Regions from separate parts of the Danio rerio genome. Here regions 2 and 3 are each linked to region 1. A link is a contact called in public HiChIP or PLAC-seq and Micro-C data. All regions are on one chromosome and are shown on one strand. The core of a region is the stretch at or near the end of the contact, and the rest is flanking DNA. Distances in the headings are between cores, read along the strand shown. Region 1 holds the start of slc25a11 (solute carrier family 25 member 11). Region 2 holds the start of gsx1 (GS homeobox 1). Region 3 holds the start of LOC137495537.

What was found. A called contact is a pair of places that touch in the nucleus more often than the background predicts. HiChIP or PLAC-seq counts read pairs in DNA pulled down with a chosen protein or histone mark.
Region 2: an H3K4me3 HiChIP or PLAC-seq map of gastrula embryo shows a contact between it and region 1, with 3 times the contacts expected there. The contact joins the promoter of gsx1 here to the promoter of slc25a11 in region 1. A contact is called at or near these places in 2 of 4 datasets of contacts at active chromatin or transcription factors (embryo and gastrula embryo).
Region 3: a contact with region 1 is called in a Micro-C map of caudal fin, with 6 times the contacts expected there. The contact joins the promoter of LOC137495537 here to the promoter of slc25a11 in region 1. A contact is called at or near these places in 2 of 18 Hi-C or Micro-C datasets (caudal fin and an unstated tissue).

Annotation. Positions count from the first base shown.
Region 1 is chr5:74,111,071-74,115,532 of GRCz12tu, forward strand. slc25a11 (solute carrier family 25 member 11) reads right to left here and starts at 2,647. Exons shown (of 8, transcript NM_001002099.1): 1 at 2,452-2,647. The coding sequence starts at 2,528.
Region 2 is chr5:73,931,253-73,935,714 of GRCz12tu, forward strand. It overlaps gsx1 (GS homeobox 1), which reads right to left and starts at 2,415. Exons shown (of 2, transcript NM_001012251.1): 1 at 1,963-2,415; 2 at 959-1,873. The coding sequence starts at 2,341. The coding sequence ends at 1,521. It also overlaps a transcript of mtif3 not described here.
Region 3 is chr5:74,274,991-74,279,452 of GRCz12tu, forward strand. It overlaps LOC137495537, which reads left to right and starts at 1,984. Exons shown (of 7, transcript XM_073951659.1): 1 at 1,984-2,051; 2 at 2,193-2,268; 3 at 2,381-2,470; 4 at 2,576-2,642; 5 at 3,828-3,988; 6 at 4,440-4,462. The coding sequence starts at 2,198. It overlaps kif1ca (kinesin family member 1C, a), which reads right to left and starts at 1,679. Exons shown (of 26, transcript XR_012406519.1): 1 at 1,591-1,679; 2 at 1,408-1,465.

The DNA of each region.
Region 1 (4,462 bases), core at 1,397-3,896:
TGAGAGAAGAAAATGACAACAGCCAATCAGAATCAGAATATCTGCTGAGGTTTTCACTCACTCAGTGTTTTAAGACTAAATATTTGCACCTTGACATAGTTTTTTAGTCTGAAATAGATCTGAAAAATATGCTTTACCGGTTTGTTTTCATATCAATAAATAAATAAATCATTTAAAAACATAGCATTTCAAGGGAAAAATGGTATTGTAAGAAGTATCATTATCTCAATACCCAACAACATCAAGAATCATAATTTTCCAATATCGTGCACCCCTAGTCAACATAAGCATCAGATTGACAGATATAATATATATATATACATAACAGTTCTGTCTGGTTCTCGAATCTGATTGGCTGATAGCCGTGCAATATTCTGTAATAACAGCACTCGTACAGCTTCCTCACTCACCATTCTGTATTACTACGCCCACATAGAGTGACAGCAGATCAATAAACTCACTACAGTTTGAGGAATCATGCAGCTGTTGGACAACAATGTATTTTTGAGGCTTTTTAGGTGAGAATGTAGTTGTTTAGATTGCAACTATGCAGTTTATCTATAAGGATAGTGCCTATTTATAATTTCTGAGATTCAGTGCATCAGCATCCATCAGCCTGTCATACTAAGCAGAGCAAAGACAGTTGACGTTACACCACAAGATGGCAACAGAGACCGCATAATAAGCTCTTAAAGGAAAAACTTGCTGAGCAAATCATTATAAAACAGGTAAGTGACACCCTAAATCGATCTCTCGCTTTTGTATTTTGTAGTGCTGTATTTATACCATAGCAATCTGCTAGTGTTTGCTTTGGCTTTTACGGGGTTAATTATTGTGATCTCCCGATTGCAACAGAGAAATACTGGGAAATCTCTGTAGACGGATGGCATTTCATGTCGTTCAGCCTTATAATCTTAAAATGTGAGCAAAATCACCTGTTTAGTCATGATTTTTAGACATTACGCTAAAGAATCATTCAAATACTAGCTCTAAAGTGACATTTGTGAAGTAGCAATGGTTTCTGATGTTGTAAATGACTGGTGGAAGAAAGTAGTTCCTCTTACAAAAGGGTTTTTGACACTCTCCGTGTTTGATCTTCTTTTTTATATACACATTTATGCTGTCGAACTGTTGTATAAACGTAATATCACGCTCGTAGCAGTGGGATATGGCTGTATATCATCACTGGTGAGAATCTAACGCACACCTCCCATCAGCGCTGATATACTGCCATATTGCACTGCCACGAGTGCTACAATGTTTTTCCCAAAATGACCACGGAATCTTTCAGAAAAATCAACAACGAAAACATCATAAAAGTCCGTCAGCAATTTCAATTACCTGTGCATCTGTTGATAGTTATTTTCCAAATAACCTTGAAATTAATTAAGCAGCAAAACAAAACATCGCAATGTCAAATGTTTCCAATATCATGCAGTCATATCATCTACAGTAATATAGAGCTGTATATAAATTGTTACAATCATATTTTTCATTCTCTATTTACTTTACTGTGTTCTTCCTAAATTCCTTATTATTTGTGTTTTTGTCCTGTCACTATCATTGCGGAAGCTTCTGTCATCGAAACAAATCCTGTGCACGTGTAAACAAAGCGTTTTCTCACTGATCCCGTCAAATGTTCGTAACTTAATTAGTGCCAAAATAACTCTTGGTGTAAATGACACCACTTCTAAAGAACTCAGGTAAAGTTGGTTTTATAGTCTCACATTCACTCAGTGATAACTTGTGATGCAGTCTCTATATTGTTGACCATGCTATTTTGAATATTCGGTCTGAAATCTCATGTTTAACTGATTGTAAGCAATGTTGTGGTTTGCTAGTCATAGGCTGCTAATATGATTTCACTATTTGGAATTTGCAAAGAATAGGCTACTTCTTTAAAACTATATTATTAAGGAGAAAGTCTGAATGTGCAAATATATAATTAACTTTACCCCAATTTATGAAGAACAGAATCACATGTACAAAAGATCAATTTCCATACGAATTGTTAACATTATTTATAAATACCTTGCTTTATTTCTCCTTTTTAGATTTCATAATAAAGCTCTAATATCTGCACATAAGCACACTTAGAAATCTACATATACAGGTATTTGAAATGATTGTTTTTAGTCACATGTAGGGTGCAAATGTGGAGCAAATGCCTCGTCGTGACATTTAAAGTGAAGTTTGACACGGGGTTACCACCAGGCTTTCTCTGGGCCTGCAAAATTATTCCCAACACAACTACTACATTAACAAAAAACTGCTTAGAAAATTCATAACACATCATATAATCTCCTCGTGCTGATTCTATGTTCAACAGCTCGTGAATTTAATAACTGTAACCCTGATCGATAACCTCCCATCCGCAGCTCATTCAATGAAGTCCTATGGAAACGGAGCGCGCCGCAGCACGAACGGGCACGTACAAACATACACACGTACCCAGCCAAGCCGCCGAAGAGGAACTTTATGGATTTGGGCGATGTTTTGGGCTTGGCTGTGTCCGCTGCGGCTGCCATAGCTGCGGTGCTGTCCGGGTTTCTGGAGGACACCTTCAATCCTGCCGCTCTGCTGATCTACAGCCGCTGTTGTCGACAGCAAGGTGACTCGCCTGGATTGCGCACGTCAAGCGGTGGCCGCTTGGACCAATCGAGATACGAGTTTACACTCGCGGGGTCGAGCACGTACGTGACGTGTCACCTTCGTGTGACATCTTTTAAAGAGACAGAGATGCATTTATCGAGTCAAACAAGTTGTTGCAATTTTTTAGAGATGGATTCTGCCTGCACCTTTTGTGAATTAGAGTAATTAAGTTTTAATGTGGTGATGTCATTGGCCCATGAACATTTCCTGCTTGTTATCAAACAAGTTAATAACTGTACCAAGAGGCAATTAAATCACAAGTTAATGTTGGAACAGATATCATAACATTATTTGTTCATAAATGGCTCTTTTTGGCTCTTATATTTAAACTACAAGTTATTTTTGACATACAATAATAATAATAAAACTTTAAAGCAAAGTTTGATTATTAATTTAATGATTATATATGGGGGAGTACCATGTACACAAACAAAAATGTTCCAATGATAAACCTGACAACATTTATTTGTTTAAAATTGATCTTAAGCATTATATTAAATATCTTATTAAAAATAAAACGTTATAAGGACTTATGTGATTTTAGAATCATTTTCTTATGCAAATTTCTTGTAATTTATATTTACATATATCCTCTGTAACTTTTTATTTCATTTTTAAAACACTTTTATTTTAAGCTTTTAAAAGTACAACAGAATATACACACTTTGCAGGTGAATATAATATAAATTGCCATGCATGTGGGTTCAGCTGTTGGATATACAAAATGTAGTGTTGCACAGTATGTAGACATCAAAAAGTCCTATAAGCTAGTGAGCCTGTCAGTTTTCATGAGGGGTGCTAAATTTAGATTGAGCACGTTTCAGGTCATCCGAGAAAGGGTTCCCAGGTAGCAAATAATTTTCCATTTGAATTGGACCTGATAAATCTGAGCCTTTCCAAGTGGATAACGGAGGCCATGTCCATTAACCAGGTTCGAAAGGAATTTCAAATTATTATCAGTAAGACCTAACAAAAAATTAAGAGAATCGAAGTCGCATCTTGTATTAAATATAGGACTTAATCTCCTACAAATCTGTACCCAATAGCCTTTGATATATGTAAAGTTCCAAATACAATGTATAAAATCAACATTTGATCAACATTTGTGATTGATGTTTATCTTATATTTCACAGCAGACGTGGGCTGAGTTCCATTTTGTGTCAGGCGCCAGCCTTTAAGATTAATGGATTTACCATACAGTCCATGGGATTTACACGATTATGTTATGTAGCCTAAAATGTCTCCTAACACAAAACCTCAGTGGAGGAATGTTCAGCTTCTGAGCTGTAAACTCTAGCGCCATCTTGGGGCAGTCATCGATACAGCGACTGTGGACCATTGGTGTCACTATTGAATAAGATCAGCGTTTGAACGAAATTAAACGAAATTGCGTAGATAATTGAAACAACATTACTGCAATTGTTTTTACCACTAAAACAATTTGAATGAGACAACTCGTCTCGTACATGCAAATCCGTTGAAAACAACATGGCTTCTGAAAACTTTCATGAGCGCCAAATATTATGGATCGTTATAAAGACTTGAAGTTTCACACTTTTTAAGGACTATTTTAAGGATTCTAAGGATTTTTTTTACCATTCAAATATAATGATTTGTGTTCAATATCCCAGCTAGTTCACTAAAATACATAAATAATAAACAAATACAGGCAAAAAAAACACTGTTTGGGATGGACGGATCTGTATAATAATCACTAAAAACTTAATGTACTGTAATGTAGGCCTACATGAAACACATGTAATGAGGTTATTTAGAAAGGCTTTAATATCATTTAATAACGTATAATTT
Region 2 (4,462 bases), core at 1,165-3,664, 180 kb before region 1:
ACGAGACTGCTAAGAACCGTGCGCTAAAGGGCTCAGTGTTTAACGGAGAGGCCCCGCGCCTGGGGGACACCAGGCGCTTTCAGCTGCGTCCCCAGGGAATGCCACGGGGAACGCGATGAATACGCGTCTCTTTGGACTTCTTGACGGAGATCGATCCCGAAGCACTTGAGTTGTAAATGCGGGAGAACGGAGATCTAGTGGTTTAGATAAGCGTAAACAGCGCACCAAAACTCTCACGACTGGAGAGAATTTATATAAAAGTTGTATCGCAGTCGTTATCTCAAATGCCGCAGACATCCTATCTGTTACAGACGGGCGCAGCACTCCTGTTTCATCTCTCTAAACACCTTATAAATGTGTTTTAAAATTAGCTGGCGCGCGCTCAACACGCGCTGGTCATCTTGGTGAGCTTTAAATTACGCCTCGAAGCTGACTTCTTTTTGTCTAAGATTTTAAATGCGGATTGTGCTTGTTGTATTTAAAATACATTCAATTTAAAATTGGAATTTTCATTGGGCACATTTTACGGATTATTTTAACTCCAAGTGCTTTACGCGTTTATAAAGATTTAGATGCAGTCACTTATATGTTGGAACATTATTAATTTTTCTATTTTTATTTAACCTATGCCTATTTAGTTTTTAGGTGGGAGAAACAAGTGTGTGTGTGTGTGTGTTTAATATTGCACAAATACGCACAGAAGCATACCATCCACTCCAAACGCGCATCCTTTGCGTCTTTTCTGACTTTAGATAAGAATTTAAACAGAAGGATAATATGGTAAATGTGCAAAATACAGTGCTTTTCTTATATCCTTAGTGTTCTCAGTCTTATTAGTATGGAATAATTAAAAAGATAATGTGGCTTTTATTTTGTAAATTCATTAAAAGTTGTTCACCCAGCTTTAGCGATTTGCTGCATAACATGTCTGCAAAATCATCTGACGTGAGACATCGTATTGTCACTAAGAAATATTCTTTATTTTCAGCATTAATGTTTTTTAAATAAATAAATATTCTCATTACAATAAAAGTACAATAACAAATTCTGTCATCGAAGTGACGTATACATCGGATACATCCCATATCTCCATTCTGTCACCAAAATGTGCTTAAAGCTACCCTGTACTCACCATACAAACAAAACAAAACCAAACAGTTCTGGATATGCATATATAAAAAAATACAAATAGAAATTAAAAAGTAGGTAAATAATATAATATTTTTGTTCGTTTTGGACCGCTCAGATTTTTAAAAACCTTTTGGTGACAGGAATCATATTTGGATGCAGAACTATGGGCTTATCAGCAAGTTGTTTTCAGAAAAAAAACTACAAACATTGAACATGTATACAAATGTACAACATTAAAAGGGATACGCAGACCCCGAACATATATAAAGTTTTGTTTCTTCCTTTCTCGCTATGTACAGGTGACGGCGCGCGCAGATGCCGTCGCTTTTTGGCTGCATTCAAGATTCCACAGGTGTGGCGTACAGAGTCTTTTGAGGTGATGGTCATGTTCACGGGCTGACGGACAGGTCTGCGTCCTCTTTCTCTGATGACGGGGGAGACATTGGGAGGTCATCCTCTTCCTCGGAGCACCGGGCGGAGGACAGGGAGGATGAGCACTTGCAGTTGTGCGCGCCCGTTCTGTGGGAGCCGCTTTTGCCTTCTTTTTTGTGCTTTACGCGGCGGTTCTGGAACCAAATCTTGACTTGCTTCTCGGATAGATTGAGGTAAGTTGCGATCTCTATGCGCCGAAGTCTCGACAGGTACATGTTGGAGGTGAACTCCCTTTCCAACTCCAAGAGTTGCGTGCTGGTGAACGCAGTGCGCATGCGTTTGCTGCTCTGAAGTTGACTGCTGCTATTTTCTGTTGAACAATAAACAAAAAGTTAAGTTGCTGATATACATAAAAAGTTTAATTGCAAAACTTTTTCAATGCACAAATGACACACTTACCTATGGATATGCAGTGGAACTGTCGTGGATCTGGAACCGGATAAGCGGCTTGATATAAGCCAGAGCCGCTGTTGAGGTTTACGCCGCTGGATGTGGAGTGCTGTCTGGAGAGCGCGGAGTGGCAATACTGGGTGCCGAACGCTGGAAATGAAGCCTTGATGAGGGGCAGCGCTGGGGGAGATGGGTGAAGCTGAGAAGTGACGCACAGCGGGCAAAAGCACAGCAGACCCGCTTTTCGAGAGTGGCAGGAGCCGGCGGAGAGGCTGTGGAGAGGATGAGAAGGATGCACCGCGTACGGAAATAACGGAGGGCTGTTCTCTGTGCCCTTTTCGCTGTTCTCCCTCAAAATCAAGGAATCCACAAGAAAGGATCTTGGCATCTTGACAGCGCCGTGTGTCTTCACCTGATGTCTGTTAGAAAGTTTCAGTCTCGCTCGTGTACCAAATGCTGGATGGCAGAATGGTGCTGAGGAGAAAGTGTCCCTGCTTAAATAGTTGGAGAGCCAGTGCGCCCATGTGACGGTTACGCTACTAGCGGCTGAGAGCTCTCAATAGGGTTTTGTGCCTTTTCTCTCGGCATTCACTCTGCACGCTTCCCTATTATTTCACTTGTTAACTAAATGAACTGCATAATGTAGTCTATTCTTGTCAGCCCCACCCACACTGCAAGAGGCGGTACTGCCCCTTCTCCCTTTTAAAATTTCCCCTCCTTTTATACCATTACTCTTTAGTGTCGTTTTAAACTTTATTTTCTTTCTCACGCGATCACATGGACACTATTGCTCTTTTAATTAATTTCATTCAAAGAGGGCCGTCGTTTGTTCCGCGTGAACTCATTAGACATTCGGTGCATACGCCGTACGTCAGCAGGCTCATCGGCCCGGTTCCACCTGCGACTCAGCCCATCATTAACTATTATAACAATTACAGGACTTGTTTTCAGAGAGCGTGTTTCGGGAGTATTGAAAATATAATAATGACTGCATTATTTGCAGTCTGTTTGTGTACGCCACTGACGTGCCGTTTAGTTGCGCATGGAACATCTGCTGAGATCTTTCTTTCCGAACTAAACATTTTAATTCGGATACCGATCTGTCTTCATTTAGGACGATTTTTTTCAAAATTTAATTTATGATTTATTTTTTCCTTAAGGAGACATTATCCATAGCTAGTCAACATCTGAAGTGGCAAACGTATTTTAAAATCGTTTTACACTATAATAAAAAGGATATGACAAAAAAGTTAAGACAACAGATATTTGCATGTTGCTTTAACTTATTTTAACAGTCTATCAGGTTCATCTACATTTTTAAGTTATAACCTAATAGTTTCAGTCAGTTTGATTGATGTAAGTTGAGATGACTCGAAAATTTAAGGCAGCAACATCTTTTTACAGTGAATGTGTTCAATCGTTTCAGGACAACTTTGATGAAAGGTTTTCATCCACTTCAAATGCTGAGTACTGTACGTCATTTTAATTTTGCTCTTATATTTACATGCACAGATTCATAATTTCCAACTATGTTTAATTCCATTTTTATGATAACACTTTAAAAACATATATGTTACAAGTTTGTGTGTCTATTATGAGGCAAATGTATCACTGCCAAACTTAAAAAAAGGACGCGTCGCGTCACAACCTCAAAGCGATGAGGTTAAAAAACAGTGATTAATTCCTGCGCGCGGGCCCCCGCAGAGTCCGGGAAGGAATATATAAAAATAACCAGGTTTTCACTCTCCCAGCCCTTATTGAATGTCATTGTGGAGAGTTTTCAATGCGACAGAGAAAGGCTCGAATTAAAGTGTGTGACAGCGGCGGACAAAGTGGCACAAAGCCGACTCTGTCAGTGAGGGCCCGAATGCACGGCGAGTGAAAGCCCCTGCCCGCCGCGCCCTGATTGAATTAAGTAATAGGAAAACATTTTCTTTCACTTTAGGTTTGCTAAACAAGATGTTCAAAGGAAAAGGGGATTCTAATGCGTGAGTAAACAGCGAAATGTGGATTTAACGTCCTCTTTGGGATATACTTTATAAGTTGCAAATAATAATCCCACGTGAAAACAATGTATAGTAATTTATACTGTTGAACCACACTGTAGTAACGTGTACTATACGGTATATATTGTAGTATGTCCAGCTCTTTGTTAATGAATGCTACAACATGCTTTCTATGGTAAATTTATAAACTAAATAAATAAATACTGTAGCTTTTACCGTCAACTGTGGTGTATTGAAGTATAATAGTTGCAGAAAACTACAGAATTGGGTAATTTGTATATTTTAAAGTTAGAGATAATCATCCTACATAAAAAAAACATTATACAGCAATTTATACTATAGTTTTGTTGAGCACACACTGTAGTAAAGTGTTTTATTATAGTAGGCCTATCTCCAAATCTTTGTTAATGAATGCTACAACATATCTAAATTGATAAACTGTAACAAATACTGTAGTTTTTACTACAGTAAAATGGTGTGTTTATTGTAAAAAAAAAAAAAAA
Region 3 (4,462 bases), core at 734-3,233, 160 kb after region 1:
TTCATTTTTTTTCCTTTAGGATGTTTTGACATTTAACGCGATGCCCCTATGCAATAAAACATCACTGTTTATGTTTGTGTGTAACATTATAGTTTGTGTAACGTTATGGTATTGAGGTTAAGTTGATTTTATAGTCACACATTCATTAAGTGACAACTTGAGACATACTTTCTGTATTGTTTACTATGGTACTTTGAATATTCGGTCTGAGGATGTCTTCAAAACAACACTTGCACGAACCTATATATTTGGTTGTGGACAATGATGTAGGCTGCTAATGTGATTTTACTATTTAAAATTTTACTTTTCTGTAATAATATTAAGAATAAAGTTCAAATATGTGAATATAAAACCAACTTTACCTCAATAGTTATGTTTATATGTAACGTTATGGTTAAAGTTGAGTTTTAACACTTACTAGCTTTGGCCAGTTGCTTTTTCGAGCTCGTATACATGCAACAAAACATGCCTACATGTTTGTTTATGTTTGTGTGTAACATTATGGTTTGTTTACCGTGATGTTATATGTTTACATGTAAGGTTATAGTTTGTGTAACGTCATGGTTTTGAGGTAAAGTTGGTTTTATTGTGGCACATTCATTTAGTGACATGCTCACTGTATGTATGTATCATTAAGGAGAAAGTCAGAATGTGTAAATATAAAACAAACTTTACCTCAGTAAGTTTTTCCTTTAAGATGTTTTGACATTTAACGTGATGCCCCTATGCAATCAAACATCACTGTTTGTTTATGTTTGTGTGTAACATTATAGTTTGTGTAACGTTATGTTATTGAGGTAAAGTTGATTTTATAGTCGCACATTCATTAAGTGACAACTTAAGACATACTTTCTGTATTGTTTACTATGGTACTTTGAATATTCGGTCTGAAATTACAAGGATGTCTTCAAAACAACACTTGCACTAACTTATATATTTGATTATGGACAATGTTGTAGGCTGCTAATATAATTTTACTATTTAAAATTTTACTTTTCTGTAATAATTTTAAGGAGAAAGTTCGAATATGTGAATATAAATCCAGCTTTACCTCAATAGTTATTATGTATTTGTGTAACGTTATGGTTGAAGTTGTGTTTTAACACTTACTAGCTTTGGACAGTTGCTTTTTTGAGCCACCAAGTCGTCGAAATTAAATCCAGGAAGATTTCCAAAGGAAAACTGGTTTATTTAAGAAGATATTCCAGTGTTGTTTTCAATGATGAAACAGCGGCTTGTGTTTCTCCACCTGCTGGATCACACGACGACCAACAGCAGGAAAACTTGGGTCGAAGTTTTTCCGTTGACTGGAATTCGTTATGTACAAAACCCAATCCAACAGCAGTGTCAGGAGAAGTTAATTATCCGTTTTTCTGCCCTTCACCATTATGTTTTAATTACACTCACATACACAAATGCGATCCTCGTGCGTCCATTTAACTTGTGGCTCTCCCAAATCTCCGCACTTCAAACGAGAGAGAGAAAAAACAACTTTCAAAATGAGGAGACGCGAACTCTTCGGATAAATTTACACTATTGTGAATGATAAGAAGACTTCTGTATAGTATTTATGGCAGTGACAGATCTTACTGAATGAAGACGGATGAATTAAACAATCGCCGGTGTGTGAAAGTTTGGAGCCCAACACCGTCACCCTTCCCAAAGATCAGACAGAGCATGACGTGAGCAGACTAGAGAGCAGTTAAAAGTCCCGTTCATATGCTACACCTTTCTAATGGAAATAAATAAATACATATTTTTATTGTAATAAATGTATATTTTGTATTAAATGCCAATTTAATTTATGACGTAATTTGTATAACAGTGCCACTGGATGAACTGATATAATGTCTGCGTTTTTACTTAATTTCAGAGTGTCAAAGTACTTAATGTCAAAGTATTAAAGTTTATAATGTATTTTAAATAATATTATTAACGTTAATAATCAAGTGACATTAATAATCACTACCCTCTCTCGTGCGCATGACAGGCAAGGGGCGCGAAAATGTCCCAAACATAAATACATGAAGATTACACTCGAACACTAGGCTGTAAGTGGTATTTTAACGTTTTTTTCTGTCAATATATTTACAGTTTATTGTTAATATGTATGCTAAAGTGTTTTATTCTAAGAATATAAACGTTTATTTAAATATTTACCCGAATATAACTAATATTTAAAAGGTTTTTAGAGAAAATGTGGTCCACGACATATCTGTCACCAGAAACTGAAACGGAGGACTTTGACCTATTTCCGCCTTTTGCGAAGTAAGAGTTTCTGTCAGATATGTAAATAAAACGAAATGTTTTCCATATTAATACTTTTCTCTGTGGTCTACGGTTATTTATGGAGATTGTTGTGTTGTTGTGCCATCTGCAGGAGATCTAGGGAAGTGAATCGTCACAGTGATGAGAGCTTTTTATCTGAACAATCTCAGACTTTCTGGAGGACAGAAATGCCCCTGCACTGGTATTAATTTGATGACCCTGTTGCAGTGTTCAAAAGTTTGCTCATAGTGCTGACTCTGTCTGTCTGTCTGTCTGTCTGTCTGTCTGTCTGTCTGTCTGTCGGCAGTGAGGAGTCATTCAGACCTGAACTCTTTCTTGCTCCTGACCTGTTCTCTAGTTCAGAAGATGGGACGGTGAGTAGTTAGACATATCAAATGTACCTCAAGACCCATAGTGAAATCATAGTGAAAACCTATATTACCACATTTATTCCCCTATTGTATTATATATATACAATTCACAATCCACTTCTTTTGACTACTATATATATATATATATATATATATATATATATATATATATATATATATATATATATATATATATATATGTATATATATACATATATATACATATATATATATATATATATATATATATATATATATATATATATATATATATATATGTATATATATACATATATATATAAATATATATATATATATATACATATATATATATATATATATGTATATATATATATATATATATATATATATATATATATATATATATATATATATATATATATATATATATGTATATATGTATATATATGTATATATGTATATATATGTATATAAATATATATATATATATATATATATATATATATATATATATATATATATATATATAATACAATAGGAGTATATACAATGATATATATATATATCCCTAACCTTATTGTATGTATATATATATATATATATATATATATATATATATATATATATATATATATATATATATATATATATATATATATATATATATAATACAATAGGAATATATACAATTATATATATATATATATATATATATATATATATATATATATATATATATATATATATATATATATAGTAGTCAAAAGAAGTGGATTTTGAATTGTTTTAGGACAACTAAGTAAAAAGGTGATGATCCAAATATTTGCTACTCTAAAAATGACTTCTGTTTTACTTGCACAACTCTAAAGTTACCATATATGTATATAAGTCTGAATAATTAGACCCTCTGTTTATTGTTTTCCCAAAAATCCTAACAGAGGAAATATTTTTTTCAACACATTTCTAAACATAATAGTTTTGAATAACTCATTTCTAATAACTGATTTATTTTATCTTCGCGATGATGACAGCACATAATATTTGACTAGATGTTTTTCAAGATACTAGTATGCTAGGAAAATTCCTTGCTCTGTTAAACATCATTTGTAAAATATTTGAAAAGTAAAACACAATTCACAGGAGGGCGAATAATCTTGACTTCAGCTGTATATTACTAGTTCATCTGCTGTAAACTCATTGTTTCAGATGAGCAGACGCTATGGAGTGAACATAGGCCTGACGCATGAGAAGCTGCCACATCCTTCAAAGCTGATGGTTAGAAAAAGAAGTCAAAGAGGACACGGACATGCTGCAAACGTTCTCCAACACATAGGAGAACTCCGGATGAGACAGCGCCATATAAACCAGTGAGAGGAAGGAGGATTGTGAGAGAAAGAGGCCTTTAAAGGGATAGTTCACCAATGAATTCTTAACAAAATTATATGGTCACTTTTGATTTCATTTGTTCTTAAAGTACCAATGAAATTAAAACTAACCATATTGATGTTGCTAGCTCACATTTTTAGTTTTGTGCTGAACAATTAATAATTAAGAAAAAATATATACTAACATACTAAGCCACGCCCCTCCAGTTTTGACAACAAACAGAAATAGTGAGGTTAGGCTGTAATAACTCTGAAATGCCTACTTTACAACATCCAATCATCTGGTAGTTGAAAAAGCAAGCCACACCCACTGTTTTCTCATTTAATATTCCGTTTCACAATACGGAAAAAAAAACAGTTGCAGCTTCCTATTCATGCAGACTTTAAGGGTTAGAAAGTCTGTGAGAGTCAAGTCTATTCTGCCTACTTCCAGGTTGAAGGGAGACAAATGGTGGG